Linked DNA regions of Triticum aestivum: region 2 is linked to region 1. Evidence: chromatin contacts called from public Hi-C data. All regions are on one chromosome and are shown on one strand. The core of a region is the stretch at or near the end of the contact, and the rest is flanking DNA. Distances in the headings are between cores, read along the strand shown.

Evidence for each region. Hi-C and Micro-C count contacts between places; a contact is called where the count stands out from the background.
Region 2: a Hi-C map of leaf shows a contact between it and region 1, with 4 times the contacts expected there. The contact joins the promoter of LOC123046687 here to the promoter of LOC123046629 in region 1. A contact is called at or near these places in 2 of 5 Hi-C or Micro-C datasets (both in leaf).

Annotation. Positions count from the first base shown.
Region 1 is chr1A:293,864,239-293,871,648 of IWGSC CS RefSeq v2.1, reverse strand. LOC123046629 (myosin-1) reads left to right here and starts at 3,601. Exons shown (of 23, transcript XM_044470027.1): 1 at 3,601-4,441; 2 at 6,618-6,719; 3 at 6,802-6,945; 4 at 7,021-7,171; 5 at 7,272-7,299. The coding sequence starts at 4,040.
Region 2 is chr1A:294,531,990-294,539,399 of IWGSC CS RefSeq v2.1, reverse strand. LOC123046687 (formin-like protein 16) reads right to left here and starts at 4,713. Exons shown (of 2, transcript XM_044470101.1): 1 at 3,431-4,713; 2 at 2,648-3,147. The coding sequence starts at 4,329. The coding sequence ends at 3,078. LOC123046696 (vacuolar protein sorting-associated protein 52 A) reads left to right here. Exons shown (of 19, transcript XM_044470112.1): 13 at 2,514-2,614; 14 at 5,337-5,387; 15 at 5,470-5,649; 16 at 6,487-6,621; 17 at 6,706-6,780; 18 at 7,340-7,397.

The DNA of each region.
Region 1 (7,410 bases), core at 2,352-4,851:
TAGCGTTTCAAATCCACATTCAAACGCCGGAGTAGTTAGCGTTTCCAGTCCACATAGAAACGTCAAGCAAGTGGGCGTTGCTGCCCTGGCCAGAAACGCCATAGGGCTTGGCGTTTAGGCCCTGGGTTTAGGAGCAGCTTTTTACTTTGGCGACGGAGCAGCGAATGGGCTGGGTGCCAACGCAGAAACGCCAAAGCCCCTGGCGTTGCTTACCTGGTCCGCAACGCGAGCAACCTCGGCGTTTCTCTTTTGGGCAGGAACGCTAGCTGGCTCGGCGTTTCTCCTTTGAGCAGGAACGCTAGCTAGCTCGGCGTTTCTCCTTTGGGAAAGAAACGCCGCGGACTCTGGCGTTGCTAAAAGGGTCAGATCGTGAAATACTTTCATGTCGAGTTCATTTTGTGACAAAGTTTGTTGATAGGGTCAGAATAGTGATTTCGGCCGATTCTTTTAACAATATGTGGACAAATAGGGAGTTGGAAGATCTGGATGCAGATGCTTTTACATGTTACATGTTGCTAAAAAAACTCCATTTTTCAAGGCATCTTCAACACCAACCCTCAAAATGTCCGCATACGTCTGGACTGCATGGTCTGGACGTCTTGTGCCATCCAACGCGGGCTTATATCGGTCCGTCGAGCGGTCCGCACCATTATTTTCCGGCAAACTGAAACCAATCGTGGAGGTTTTTGCGAGAATCCGGAACAGGCACGTAGGACTCCGACACCCCCGGCCTAGCCAAAAGACAGGCAGAGTCCGCGCTTTTGTAGACGCCCGCCCTGTTTCCGTGGCAAAAAAATCCCCACTCTCTTCTTTCGTCCCGCCACTCTCCACTCAATTCCCGTCTTTTTCTCCCACTGTCTTCTTCTCGAAGAGAAAAAGGCCATGTTCGAAGAGAAGAAGGTGCAGATAGCGGCCGATGTGGAGGACGCCAAGGACCTTGAATTTGGATGATTTGGATGCCGAGGCAAGAATAATCATGCAAGCCGTCCGCTATAAGATGTTGGATCGGCAGAAAGATGAGTTGGAGGTAGCGTACGCGGCGGCGACGACACCTTGAGCGTGGAAGTTCGAACTACCGGCCTGGCAGGGCAGAAAATCTAATTTTCTGCACGGACTGCCAAACTGGTATTTTTTTGTGACTGGGCATGTAAAAATTACAACATACTTGCTTCTTTTTGTGTGTGATCGGGCATGTGATCTGACGTTGGTGTGACACGGCACGTGTATGGTTCAGATTTTAATTGAATTTCAAAAATTTCCTTTACTATCGGACATAGTGTTGGATGGCCGTCTCCGACATCAGTGTCCCTGAACGGGTCTTCTATCCACGGACAGATGTCATAGCAAATTTGCGCGTCAGCATGGAAGATGCCCTCAACCGATACTACTCATCGCATGTACAATGGTGGCATCACGTTGGTGCTGCCGCGTTGTCCACGTAGACGAAAGAAATAAATGAGGCTATAGGTTTGATTTTTAATCCCAACGCACTAACCTAGGATAACCACTCACTGGGGCCCACGTCCTCCCTGTGCAAGCTATTCTCTTCTCGATCCATCCATCTCTGTGTGCATTCTTCTCCAAATCTTCCCTACTTGTGATCGATTCAGCTATCCATCTGCCCCAAACTCACAGGAAATCTCCAATCCCGCTTCTGTCTAACAAATCGAGGTGAGATTTGGTGAAGCTCTTGTATTTCTCCACGCACGAAAATTCTATCCCTATTTTCAGATTTGATCGGTGCGGGACTCCCACATGGAAGAGCTCGATTTCCCAAATTGCCCTTGCTTTAGGTCGGCCGCAACCGCCATGTCCACAATCCTGAGCTTGCGCCGCTGGGCATGGTCGTGTATCCGAGCTCGTGGCCCTCCATGGTCGCGATCTCGAACCAGTTTCTTTCCTCCCCATTCCTCTTTCTCTCGCTTTTTCATCACTTTTCCCGCTTTTTCGCTCGAGGAAGCCGCCTCCTCTGCAGGAATCACCTGTCACCTTCAGGCTATAGCTTTACTGTCATGGTGGCATCCGAGCCTATTTGGCTGACGGGGCATTACCTTTGGGACGACGCGTTGGCCATGCCCTTAAGGAGAAGCGGCAACTAACTCAAAAAGAAAAAAGAAAAAAGAAGTGACGCAGAAACCGTTTGGACGGCGCCTACATACACGTGTACATGCAGTTTTGAATGGATCGAAACGAACAGAGACAAAATGAGGTGCCGTCATGTGGCGCAGAGAGACCCGTTCTTCCGAGCCGCACTTGACGACCCGCTCGTGTCCGCCCGATCCCCATCTTACGGCTGCTGTTCAAAACGGGACGAGACGTTGGTGCTAGACCTCATCCGGGTCTGGCTGCCGCGTAGTCATCAGGTCGGTATTTGTTTACGAGCCACTGCTACATTATCCGGTCACGTTTTTGCGTGCATTTCCTTTCCAGGCCTGCCAATTACGTCTGTGTCCTCAATGTAACTCTCAATATTAGGGGCCGAAAAGTCATTTCGCACTAACCGTTAGCAGCAGCTTGCGTGGTGGAGAGGTCTCTGGACCACTTGTCAGCGAGTGGTTGTGTGACCTTTTGTCGGTTTACCTCTGCAAAATCCGCTTTTCCTCTGACGTACGAGGCCACCTGTAAAGCGACACGCGCAATGCTGAATCAGTCCCTCAAACATAACGGGTCAAACAATGTGAAGATAACATTGACCAGGAGCTCGTGTAAACATCCGGAAGCAGTATGTTTTAAAATTTTGCCGACTTGTTATTTGAAATCGAGCACAACCAAGCATCCTGCAAGATGGAGAACCAGAGACCCCCTTAATTTCGTCCTTGTTCTAACTGTGTATGCATTCCTCGATTTTTTTTATTTCAACAATTTACAAATCCCTGTGCAAAGAATATTATACACAAAAGGCACATTTCGCACCAGCAATGTATGTATTCTTTCTCATGAAATATTAAAAACCTACTACTCCCTTCGTAAAGTAGTGATCTAAACGATCAAATATTAGTTTATAGAGGAAGTACTTTTTTCGAGAGGATTTAAATACCTGCCACTAGTACTACTACTAGTACTCATTTACGACTCCAGAAAAGAAAAGAAGAACCAGAAACCATATATAGAAACAAACATGCTTAACCACTGGTTTGGACTGAAGCATACGACAGCACTGTCCAAGAGGAAAAGTCAAGAGATGCCTTTCTTTTACCACGAGCACGGAGACACCTGTCCCCTGCATTTTTCCTCTCCCGTAGAATCGTCGTCGTCCCTGGTAATTCTTTCTTTTTGCGCATCGTCCCTGATAATTCTTTGAAACCTGAGGCCATCGTCGGCATTTTGGGTAGGGAACAACGGCCGGAGCCGTTAGCGCGCCGTCACCGCGAGGCAGGCCACCCGTTGCTGACTCCTATGCCAGCCACACTTTTTTCCCCTGGATCTGATGAATCCATCCTGATCCTGCCACCAGCAGCGGCCGAACTAGAATTATTGTGAGTGAGAGGAGGGCTTTGCCATGTGGCGGATTCAAAACCTTCCCCCCTCCACCCACCCGGCCACCCCCATTTAGATTTGAACATTTTTAAACCACCACCACCACGTAATTCGTCCCGGATACTAAAAGCGAGGTGCCTTAATTCCATTAAAATATTCCTCCCCCACTCTCTCTCTCCCTCCCTCTGGTGACTCTGTCCCTGTCGCTGGCTCTCTCACCCTTCCCCCGAGAGAAAGAGAGAGAGAGGGGAGGAGGCGTACGCGAGCTGCTGCGCCTGTGGAGGAGGAGCCACGGCCACGGGGTTGCGCATCTCCACGGCCACGGGGAGCTCGCGCGCGCTGCCATTCCTGAGGCCTCGGCGGTTTCCCAGATCGGCTGGTCCGGTGGTGTTTTTCTGCGGTTTTCTGTAGAATTTGGGAGTCGTTTGCTGGGCGCGGGGGATTGGATTGGCGCTGGGAGGAGGTTGGGCTGTGTGGATTTGAGGTGGTCAGCGCGGAGATCCCGTCGGAGGCGGGAGTTTTGGGGCTCTCCGCGAGGTGATCTCGGGCGCGCCGGCCGGCGATGGCGTCGGTGGAGGTGCGGTCCGTGCGCAAGTCCGCGGCGCTGCGCCCGCGCGGGCCCACCAAGGTGCAGCCCGCGCGGTCCATGTCGCTCGACTACAAGTACTCCGCCGCGCGTGCCGGCGTCGAAGCCGGCCCGGCGGCCAACGGCGTCGGGCGCCGGGCCGCTGCTGCGGCGGCGGACGAGGAAGGGGAGGCGGTGCCGCCCGAGAGAGACGCCGACTCTCCCTACAGCTCCAAGGCGACGACAACGGAGGAGGAGGAGAGTGCTGGGGGTGGCGGGGAGGTCGATTCGGCGTCCTCTGCAGCCGCAACGCTGCGGAGGCCGTCGCCGACGGCGGCTGCTGGCCCCTCACCACGCGACACCAGATGGGGTGACACCAGCTCCTACGGTGCTAAAAAGGTGGCTTTCCCCCTTCGTTTTTGCCCTTTCTGTTTTCCGACACTTCTGGAATGGCAGAATTTATATGGATAATGCTTAAAAGTTTTGTGGTTTCTGAATCTGTGAACTCCTATTATTCAGAGTTTTCTTTTTTGGTAGTTTGATTGAATTCCTGCATTAACCAGCTGTAGAGCCTATTTCCAGCAACCAGTAAACACAATTGTGAAGTGCTAGGCTGAGCTACATAGATACCAAGATGTAACTCCATTTCTACGTGCTTTAGAGCATCTACAACCGGACCCCCACTTCCCCCCCTAAACGTCCGAGCGGCAGCTCGGACACCTCAAACAGCCACCCACCCGGACCCCTCAAACCCAGCCCAAACGTCCAGGCTGTCCGACCCATTCGTGGGGCGGATTTAGGGCTGCCCGGACGTGTCTGCCATGTTGGATTTGGGGCTGCCCGGACGCGTCTGCCATGTTGGACCGGCCCATCCCGACCCCACAAAATCACCCCCTATCCCCACCCTGGAGCAAACCCTAGCCATTCTTCAGTCCACTCCACTTCCAGGTAGCCCCGCACCACCCCCGGTTCCTATCCGCACAGCTCCTGTCATCTCCGGCATGGCTAGCAGCGGTCTGAGTCCGCCCGGTCCGGATCCATCGACTGGTATCTGGCTGCCGGCTCGGGCAAGTTTGAAGTAGCCGTTTGTTTGGCTTGCGGTCCACCGTTTCCTGAGAGGGCGGCAGATCCACCAGCTGGGCGCCTTCTCTGCCACTCCGGATGGCATCCATTGGTGGCATTGCCTCAGGCGTAAGCTCGCATCGCCTGTTCGCACCGTTACCGCATCAGGCGTGCGCTGAGAGGAGGGCTGGCCAGCGTTGGATCCTTGTCCCTGCGGCATCGGACTCCGAGTCGGAGGTCAATGCGCAAGGCCAAGAGGTCGAGGGACGATCGTGCCCGCCGTGAAAGGGAGAAGGTGTGTTGCGTAACGGCGGCCGGCGACGAGGAAGCCCGTGCTCGGATCTGGGCCAAGAGGCGTGCCCGGGCCGCCCGTGACCTTGCTGTGGAGCAAACCCTGGCCGTCCGTACCCTCGCCAGCCTCCCCCCCAAGGAGGAGGATCTGAACATGTCCAGTGTCGTGTCCGACATGTCCAGCTCTGGCGCCGAGCAGATCCTCCTCGACCCCTACTATGTCTTTGACCACTACTTTCGCGAGCACGAGGACAAGGGCAAGGGCAGCCGTAGGTGATGAACTAAACTATGTATATCTATATAGTGTTAATTTAGTTATGATGAAGTAGTAGAAGATGCCATCATTTTGGTAGTCTCTCATGGTATGTACCTATGTTTTAAAAGCGTCCCTAAGGCGACGCCTAGGCGTCGAAGCGCTCCCCCTCCGCTTTGGAAAATCGACCGCTTTGGGCGCCTAGGCGTCCAAAGCGCCCGCCTAGGCGTCGCCTAGGCGCCAAAGCGCCCCCCACTCCCTAAGGCGGTAAGGCGTCGCCTTAAAAACATAGGTATGTACAACTCCCCTATGTAATGTCCGGACTATGTGAACTATGTGCAATGGAAGTATGTGTGTTGAAATCTACGTTGCATGTTTTTGCATGGATTTGAGGGTTTGCATATGAGGGGATGACTGCGCACACGGACAAATGAGGTGCGGGCCGGCGCTGTCCGTGGACGTTTACGGGGTCATATTTGCCCAGTCCGGTTGTAGATGGTCGTAGGTTGTTGTCCATGATACTGCAGTTATACATGTTGCCACTTGACGTTGCAATGCCAGGAAGGCGCCATGCGAAGTTTTGGCGGGAGTTCGAGGAATGTGTTGTTCTCTAGTTATAGACTTCTAGGTTGTTATCATGATGTGATCTGTCATAAAACATTGCACTGCGCTTACTGTTAGGGGTATGTTAAACCCATAAATAGAGCTTCATCATTTAAATTTTGATCCACAAATGGTGTTTCAGTAGTTTGTACTTATTTCCTGTCGTGTCTTTGGTAATTTTTCTGTTTTAGCTACCCATTATTACATATAATACTGTTGTGTCACAATTAAGAGATGCATTAGGTACTTATTAAACATCCAATTTCAAATTGAACAACTTCTGGAATTATACAACTGATATGCCTGTATCTGTTTTTCAACTTGGAGTAAGACGCTAATTTACATTCTACCTAACACTTGTTGCAGAAGCATAGAGTTTTTTGTCAGCTTCCAAATGGTGATTGGGCCTTATGCACCGTGATTACTACCTCTGGTGACGAGTCTGTACTAAAGGTTCCTGAAGGAAAAGTAAGCTACCTAAAATCTGCGTGGAAGATCTTATTATCTCTTTGAAATTATTATAGTTTGACTCCCCTTCTTCCAATTGAAGGTTCTAAGATTGAAAACGGAGAGCCTTCAACCTGCAAATCCTGAAATTCTTGATGGAGTGGATGATCTTATGCAGCTGAGTTATCTAAGTGAGCCATCTGTGCTGTACAACTTGCAGTACAGATATTCACAAGACATGATTTATGTGAGGATAGATCAGAACCTTGTCTTTTCTTCTGGAGTTCAATGAATTTCTTAGTGATATGCTATTGCATTGTAGACTAAAGCAGGTCCAGTTTTGGTGGCCGTCAACCCTTTTAAGAAGGTTGCACTGTATGGTAATGAGTATATTAAAGCATATAGAAACAAAACAATGGACAGTCCACATGTGTATGCAATAGCAGATTCAGCGCTTCGTGAAATGAAAAGAGGTCAGTCTATTAGTACATCTTTCTTGCTGGTATGATCTTTCAATTTTCTGAGGAAAATCATCTACATCTATGCCTAACTAATTGACATGTTCATTTGCAGATGAAGTTAACCAGTCCATTATTATAAGGTTGGTATCTTCTATTTTTTCAGTAAGAACTAAGAAGCATTCAGTGGGATTCATGTTGTAATAACTTTGCACCTGAATTGATATGTACTCCCTCCGTTCCTAAATATATGT
Region 2 (7,410 bases), core at 3,464-5,963, 670 kb before region 1:
TACCAGGGCGTGGTCTCAGGTTGTAGGGGTGGAAGGAGGGATGGCGTGGAGGAAGGCGTGGTCGCTGGCACTGGGGCGCCGTCGTTGCGTGCGTGCGCGCGCGCGCGAGAGAGAGAGAGAGCAGGGGCGGCGGCTAGGGTTAGGTCTCCCGGCTCCCTAAGGAAGCCGAGCAAATATGATTGCTTCTTACTTAATCCCAAAACGGGTCCTTACACGAGTTTATGTAATCCTCCTAATAAGATAATTGGGCTAAGCCCCTAATAATGATAAGATAAGCTGGGCCACAATTAACTGGGCTAAGCCCCTAATATGCCGGTCATAACAGTTTATGCCAATTATATATGTTTATGCCAATATTGAACATCCTGTAAATACCTTCACAACACACAATGGTTACTATATGTAGGGATGAGAGAGAGACGTACCAGCAGCAGCATATGCTTTCTCTCGTATTGCAGCGCTCGGGGATAACAGGGATGAACACATCCCCTTTAGGTCAGTCACGGATGGGCCTGGGCCACATGGGCCAACAGGATGGGCCACACTTACAACACCCCCCCTCAAGAAGGGATAGATATATGTCATTCCCATCTTGTCACACGCTGAACTGGATTTTCTAGTTCCCAGTCCTTTAGTCAAGTAATCTGCAATTTGTTGTTGTGAACTCACATACTCTTGTCTTGGTAATCCCAGCATCTAGTTTTTCTTTGATAAAGAATCTGTCAATCTCCACATGTTTGGTTCTATCATGTTGAACTGGGTTGCTTGCTATGTTAATTGCCGAGTTGTTGTCGCACCATACATTCATACAACTGGTCTTCAATATCATCAACTCTTCTAATAGATTTATTGTCCATAACAACTTACTCAATCCCTGAGACATGGCTCTTTATTCAGCCTCTGCAGTTGATTTGGAAACAGCAGGTTGTTTCTTGCTTCTCCAAGACACTAGATTTCCTCCTACAAAAACACTAGATGTCCATGACTCTTGTATATCAGTCTTTTCCCAGGAGAACCCTTCAAGTATCTCAGGATTCTATATGCTGCCTCGAGATGTTCACTTCTAGGTTCATGCATATATCTGTTCACAACACTTATTGCAAATGCAATGTCTGGTCGTGTATGACACAAGTATAACAATCTTCCCACCAATCGCTGATATTTTTCTTTATCCACCAGATCACCTGATTGGGCAGTCAATTTATGGTTTTGATCAATTGTGGTTGAAGCAGCTTGATAACCCAACATGCCAACATCACAGAGGAGGCCCAGATTATACTTTCTTTGAGAAAGACCTATTCCTTTTCTAGACCTTGCCACTTCTATACCAAGGAAGTACTTGAGTCGACCAAGATCTTTAACTTTAAATGCCTTACTCAGACACCCCTTTAACCTTGTTATCTCTATGTCATCTTCGCCGGTGATAATGATATCATCAACATAAACTGCAAGGATGGTCATTTTCCCTTTAGAGTGTCCATACCCCATGTCACACACAACCCGTCTAAACTTATCAAACCAAGCACCTGGAGACTGCTTCAGTTCGTAAAGAGCTTTCTTTAGCCTGCATAACTTCCCAACAGTCTCAGGAATCGAGAACCCAGGTGGAATCTCCATGTATACCTCCTCCTGCAAGTCCCCATGAAAGAAGGCATTCTTCACATCGAGTTGGTGTAAAGGCCACTCGAAATTTGCTGCACAAGAGATCAGAATCCTCACAGTGTTCATCTTTGCTACTAGAGCAAAGGTCTCATCGTAGTCAGTGCCGTATGTCTGTCTACATCCCCTCACCACAAGCCTTGCTTTGTACCTTTCAACCTTTCCTTCTGCATTCTGCTTCACAGTGTATACCCACTTGCAGCTGACTGCCTTCTTTCCTGCTGGAAGGGGTGTTAGTACCCATGTCTTGTTCTTACACAAAGTCTCTAGCTCTTCCACCCGCCACTTTGAGTCCTCCTTTACCTTATTCCAGTTAGTCCGAATTGACACAGACTAAAGAGAAGCAACACATGCTTTGTGAGCTGGAGATAATGCTTCATAGGAAACATAATTTCAAATATCACTGACATCAAATCCATACCTCTTCTCTGGTATCCCTGTTGTTGCTTGAGTAGTTCTCCTTAAGGCCACTGACTCCTGTGGCTGATCTAGTTGCTCCCCTGATGTGCAACACCCTCACCTCGCTTTTGTGAATACACCTTTAGCTACTCCTCTTGCTTTCCTGTCCACCTTGGCACAGTACAGATCTTAGCCGACGCTCGCTTCCGTGAATACACCTTTAGCTGCTCCTCTTATTCTGATGTCCACCTCGGCGGATCTGAGCCGGTGCCGGTGTGCCAATCTGCACATCACCGGTGGAAGTCGATGCTTCTATCACAGGAGCCACATGAGTTACTATTTAGCCGCCTATTGCTAACAGCCCAAATTTAATGTGGAGCATCATAATTCATAAGGCATATGCTTCAGATGATGTTGCAAAACCTCACAACCTTCTTTATCCTTGTAATTTTCAGGACCTTTTGCAGTAATTGATGAAAACATGAAGCTTACTCTTGCAAATAGTCATGATGCAATATGCCTGATGCTCATGATCTGCATAACTAAAAAGCACCAGGTAGGAAGGTATTTGCTATTTTCCCTTTGCTAGGGAGGAAAACAGAACTTATGTCTCCGTTTTTTCTTCCCGCACAATACGGACAAGGAGTGAGTAAAACAAAATAAATTGACCAATCACATACGTCCAATAGCACAAGGCAAGCCACATGTATACTCGGTTTAATGATGATGCATGTCTGGCGACATCCACATTTCCATATTTCATTATTTGTTCAGAACTATTTTCGCTAAAGCAAACCACTTTGGAATCAATTAAAGAAATAACAGAACCCTTACATTTGTTTTTCCATACCAACTATCAGACACCCAATTCTTAGATGACATTGGTGGGAGCACGAAGCAATGCCCTCACATATGAAAATTTGGTCAACACAAAACCTGGAGTCCAGACAACCCCCAACACTATTCAATCTAAAGATAACAGAAAAATCGACGATTGCATTATATGTAAATAAATGGTGCTAATAGGTACTCGAGTGTTTTTTCACCTTGAGAGTTGAGAGTACATGAATTTCCATCCACATAATTTTCCTGTTAAACCTGGAATTAATAGGGGATCATGGAGATCTCATGGCTAAGAAAAAAAAATACTCAAGTACAACCTAGACACTCATAAATAAATGCATAACTGGTAGTAATTTCAACATTATCGTTCTTACCAGGAATATGAACTTTGCTTTCTTTGGTGATATGAAACCAACTTTTGTCAAAGTTGAGACATTTAACTTTTAACGAGGTATACTATTCTGCTATCCTTCAGAATTTAATGTAGATCTATACTCCAGAGTGAAAGTAGTTATTTGATATACAATACCTGCAAGAAGAAAAAAAAGAAGTCTCGGGTCCTCGGGGGCAAACCCTAGCCGCCGCAGCTCGGGCCTCCCCTTCCGGCCTTCCTCCCCCGCCGCCGCCGCTCGGCGCTGCCGGGCAAAGCCCAGCCGACATAGGTGGCGGCGGGGCGCTCTTCCCTCTCGCCGCGTGCGGCGCAGGACGAGGGTCCGAACGGCGCGCGGGGGCGTCAGGCTGCCGCGGGGCCTGGCGGCGAGTTGGCGGGCGGGCGGGGCGGCCGTTCCTCTGCTTGGCAGCGGGTGGCGGCGCTCTAGCTCCTTGTCGACGCGCGGTGGCTGCGGGGCGGCGTCCTTTGGGTGGTGGCGCGGGGGTCGTCCGCGTCCAGATCTGGCCGGGTCTGGCGCCGACGGCCGTTGGCTGGCCGGGGCTGCGGGCAACAAGGCCCACGATCGTCTCCTCCCTGCTGCTGGTGGGGATAGGGGAGGCGTGGTGGTGGCGGGGGCGGCGGCCGACTGCATCTGGCGGTGGCTTTTGTTGCTCCTTGGTGCCGGCTTCGGTTGGCTTGGGCTGCGGTCGGCTGGGACCTCCGTGCGGTTCGACGGAGGTAACAACGGCGTGGTTGGTGGCGGTGGTGGCGATGTGTGCTGGCCGGATCTGGCGTTGGGGGTCGGCCGACGGCGCGTGGCACCCAATTGTGCGTGCTCGGCGGCTCCGGCGCTTGGAGCTCGCCGGGTGACGCGGGTAGGGTAGCGGTCGGGCGTGGCCGTTGCTCCGGCTGTGGGCGGCGGCGTGGGGAGGTGCGGTGGTGGTGGCCTCCCGGTGTCGTGGCGGCTTCATGGTGGCACGACGGATCTGCCCGCGGCAGCGGCCGGCTTCTCCGGCGTCGGCTCGTCTGCGTTCGGATCGTCTCAGCCTTCGCCCCATCTCCTCATTGCCCGGGCGCTACTCCCATCAAAGGGCTGGTCCTCTCCCAGCTACGGTCCACCGCTTGTCTCGCGCCCGGTGCTGCAGGATCGAGCTCATCTCGTGCATGGTGCAGCAGGACGGAGCTCGTCTCGCGCTCGGGGCAGCATGACGGGTCGGTGGATGCCAGTTCTGGCCAGCCTATTGGGTCTTGGCGCCGGGGGCTGCCCGGGGGTGCGAAAGGTGGGACCTTCCGCTCGTCTCTTTCGTTGGGGTTGCGGTGGGTTTTGGGTGAGGTGGTGTCAAGATCTTGGATGCCGTTGCGGCGGCCCTGGTGGTGGTAGCGCGGTGCTCTTGGGCAGAGCCCGTGCCTTGGTGCTGCCCGGTCACCATGGCCGTGTGGGCGGCGTGGTTGCCGGGGTGCGGCGTTCGGTGGCGGTGAGTGTTGGCCGAGGTGAAAACCTGTTCTATCTTTGGACGGACCGGCGGCGGCGAAGATTGTTCCCTTCTTGAAGGCGTCGTCGCGGCTCTCATTGCCTGTCATGCGGCACCAGGGGAAACTCTGATCCTTGGATCGGGCAGTGGCGGCTCTCCGGTGTCGTACCCTTCCTGAAGGCGCCGCCTTGGAGCACATGGTTCGTCATACGTAGCTTCATCTCTTCGTGGTGGTAGTGCTAGGGGTGGTGTTGCTGCGCTCAGCACCTATGTATCCTGCCCTGGGTGTGTGCGTGTGTTGCGGTGGTGTGCGTTTGTACTGGGTGCTTGTTGATCGGTGCTTTATATATAAAGCGGGGCGAAAGCCTTTTTCGGTAAGTAGTTGTTTCAAGTAAGACACAATAACAACAGACATCCTAGCTATAATAGCACAAATTTAGGTGCTTTAAAAACTACATCAGTGGTGCTTATGTTGCAGGTTGGTTCTTCTCAATGAAATAGATTTTGCCTGTTAATCTACTGTGTCATACCTCCGTCAAATGTTTGCAAAATAAGATAACAAAAATTGTTTTCCCCTTATTTTGTCATTTCAGCTGGTTATGTCCAACAGGCGGCTTCCTTGTCTAGATACATATTTGGATAAGGTTTGTGATGAGGCATCAATTTATTCTGAATGCCCCGTTAACTCTGTTCTTAATAAATTGCATCCCGTCCTTTTCTCTTCAGGCTCTCATCTATCTCTGGCCACGTTTCAAGATAGTGTTTGACATGTATATTCAAAGCTTGTACCAATGTGATGCGAAAATGTCATGGGTGGATGGGACCCATCCACACCACATTGTAAGGTGCTACATGGAGTTCACAGCATCTCTTATTCAACTTAATGCTGAATGTGGAGATGGTCAGGTTAGTTCAGTTACATAAATAGCCAGCATCAGATTCTGCTAGCATTAGCTTATTTCATTTTTGAATGCAAATCTGCTGTGTTTCTAAACAAATAAATGTTTTGATTTTTATTGGAAAGCGCTATATCTATATTCTACAGTATGTTTGTAGTCAATGGCCCTGATCACCTATTTGCACTTATTTAATCATGCACCTGTGTCCCATTCTATTGAATTTTGGATTAACTAAGTAGCGTCATTCAAAATATATATTTCATGGACTTCTCATGATTGTTGGTGCATATGATGTACTTAAGTACATGCATTTCGTTCCAATAAAATCATTTATACCATGGAAGACGTCTTTGTTAAGCTTCATGCACTAGCCAACGCAACCAAAAGTCCGAACTGATGGAAAGGGTTAGTGCAATCCACATATACTGTAACACCCCCTCTCACGTGTGACGGGGAAGACAAGTCAACACGTGCAACCGGAAGAGAGCGACGGCGCGCGAAACTCACGTATGACTCAAGAGGCCTATACGTGGACACAAAGGGGGGCATCGGCAATTTTTAGATAAATTGCACAAACAAGGACTTGAACTCAAGACCTTAGCTCTGATACCATGTTAAGCTTCATGCACTAGCCAACGCAACCAAAATTCCGAACTGATGGAAAGGGTTAGTGCAATCCACATATACTGTAACAGTCTTTAAGGGAAAGCAGCATTTCTGTTCCTGCTTTAGCAATATCATCTTGCCAGTGTCTGTTTTTCTCCCAATAGCTTTGTTGGTTCAGTAAAATACCCTGATTTGTTTTAATGTTTTTCTTATAGTATATCTAATATCATTTATGTAGCTTGATATGAGCTTGAAACGGTTGCGTTTAGCTGTTGATGATCTACTTGTTAGATTTGCCGAAAAGTTTGCAACTCAGAAACTGCAACACCTGTTTCTTTTGAATAATTGTGACATGGCCATCTCTATCCTGAAGGTTAGGTTTGTGCTTTCATGCAAATAACTATTCATCTTGTGCTCCTTTCAGCCTATTGGGGTTTACCATGCCTATGTATTTCAGGAAGCTGGTGAAGAAGCAAAAGAACTGCGGAGATATTTTGAAGAGAAGCTGGAAAGTAACCTGGTTTCATTTGTGGTAAAATGTCCTATCACCCCATGCCAACCGCGGTGTAAAAAATTAAATGTTAGAGCATTTCTTGACTTTTGGTGGGATCTCATTTTGACATGATTTTAGGGAACTACAGTGGAACCCGGCTGGAGTCTGAACTACAGTGGGATCTCATTTAGACATGATTTCAGTGTCAATCACTAAATGGCTGATTGTAGCCTTCATGATACACTCAAATAAAATTCTGCAAAATCAAATTAATAGTGTCATCAAAAAGTCATGCACATAATATGGCATAGAACTAATCTCAGTGTCTTCATGACTTTTGCTTTTGATGTATCGGTCTGTCCGCTAAGATCCGATCAATGTTATAGAAGGTTGCATATCATCATTGCATATCATATGCCAAATTATTTAAAAAAATCGCCAGCTTAGCAGATGGCAGATGAATATGGTTAGGCCGTTAGTTTCCTTATCAAGATAAAGACAGCAGATTTATAATGCCTCTTTTCTCAAATGGAAATGGATCGACTGAATTTACACCCATGGATAGCTTTTGACTTTCTTGACCTTTGCTGGTTTACAGGATGAATTGCTCATGGAGTATTTTGGCGATTTAATTAAATTTGTGAAGAACCACATTTGTAAGTTGGACAA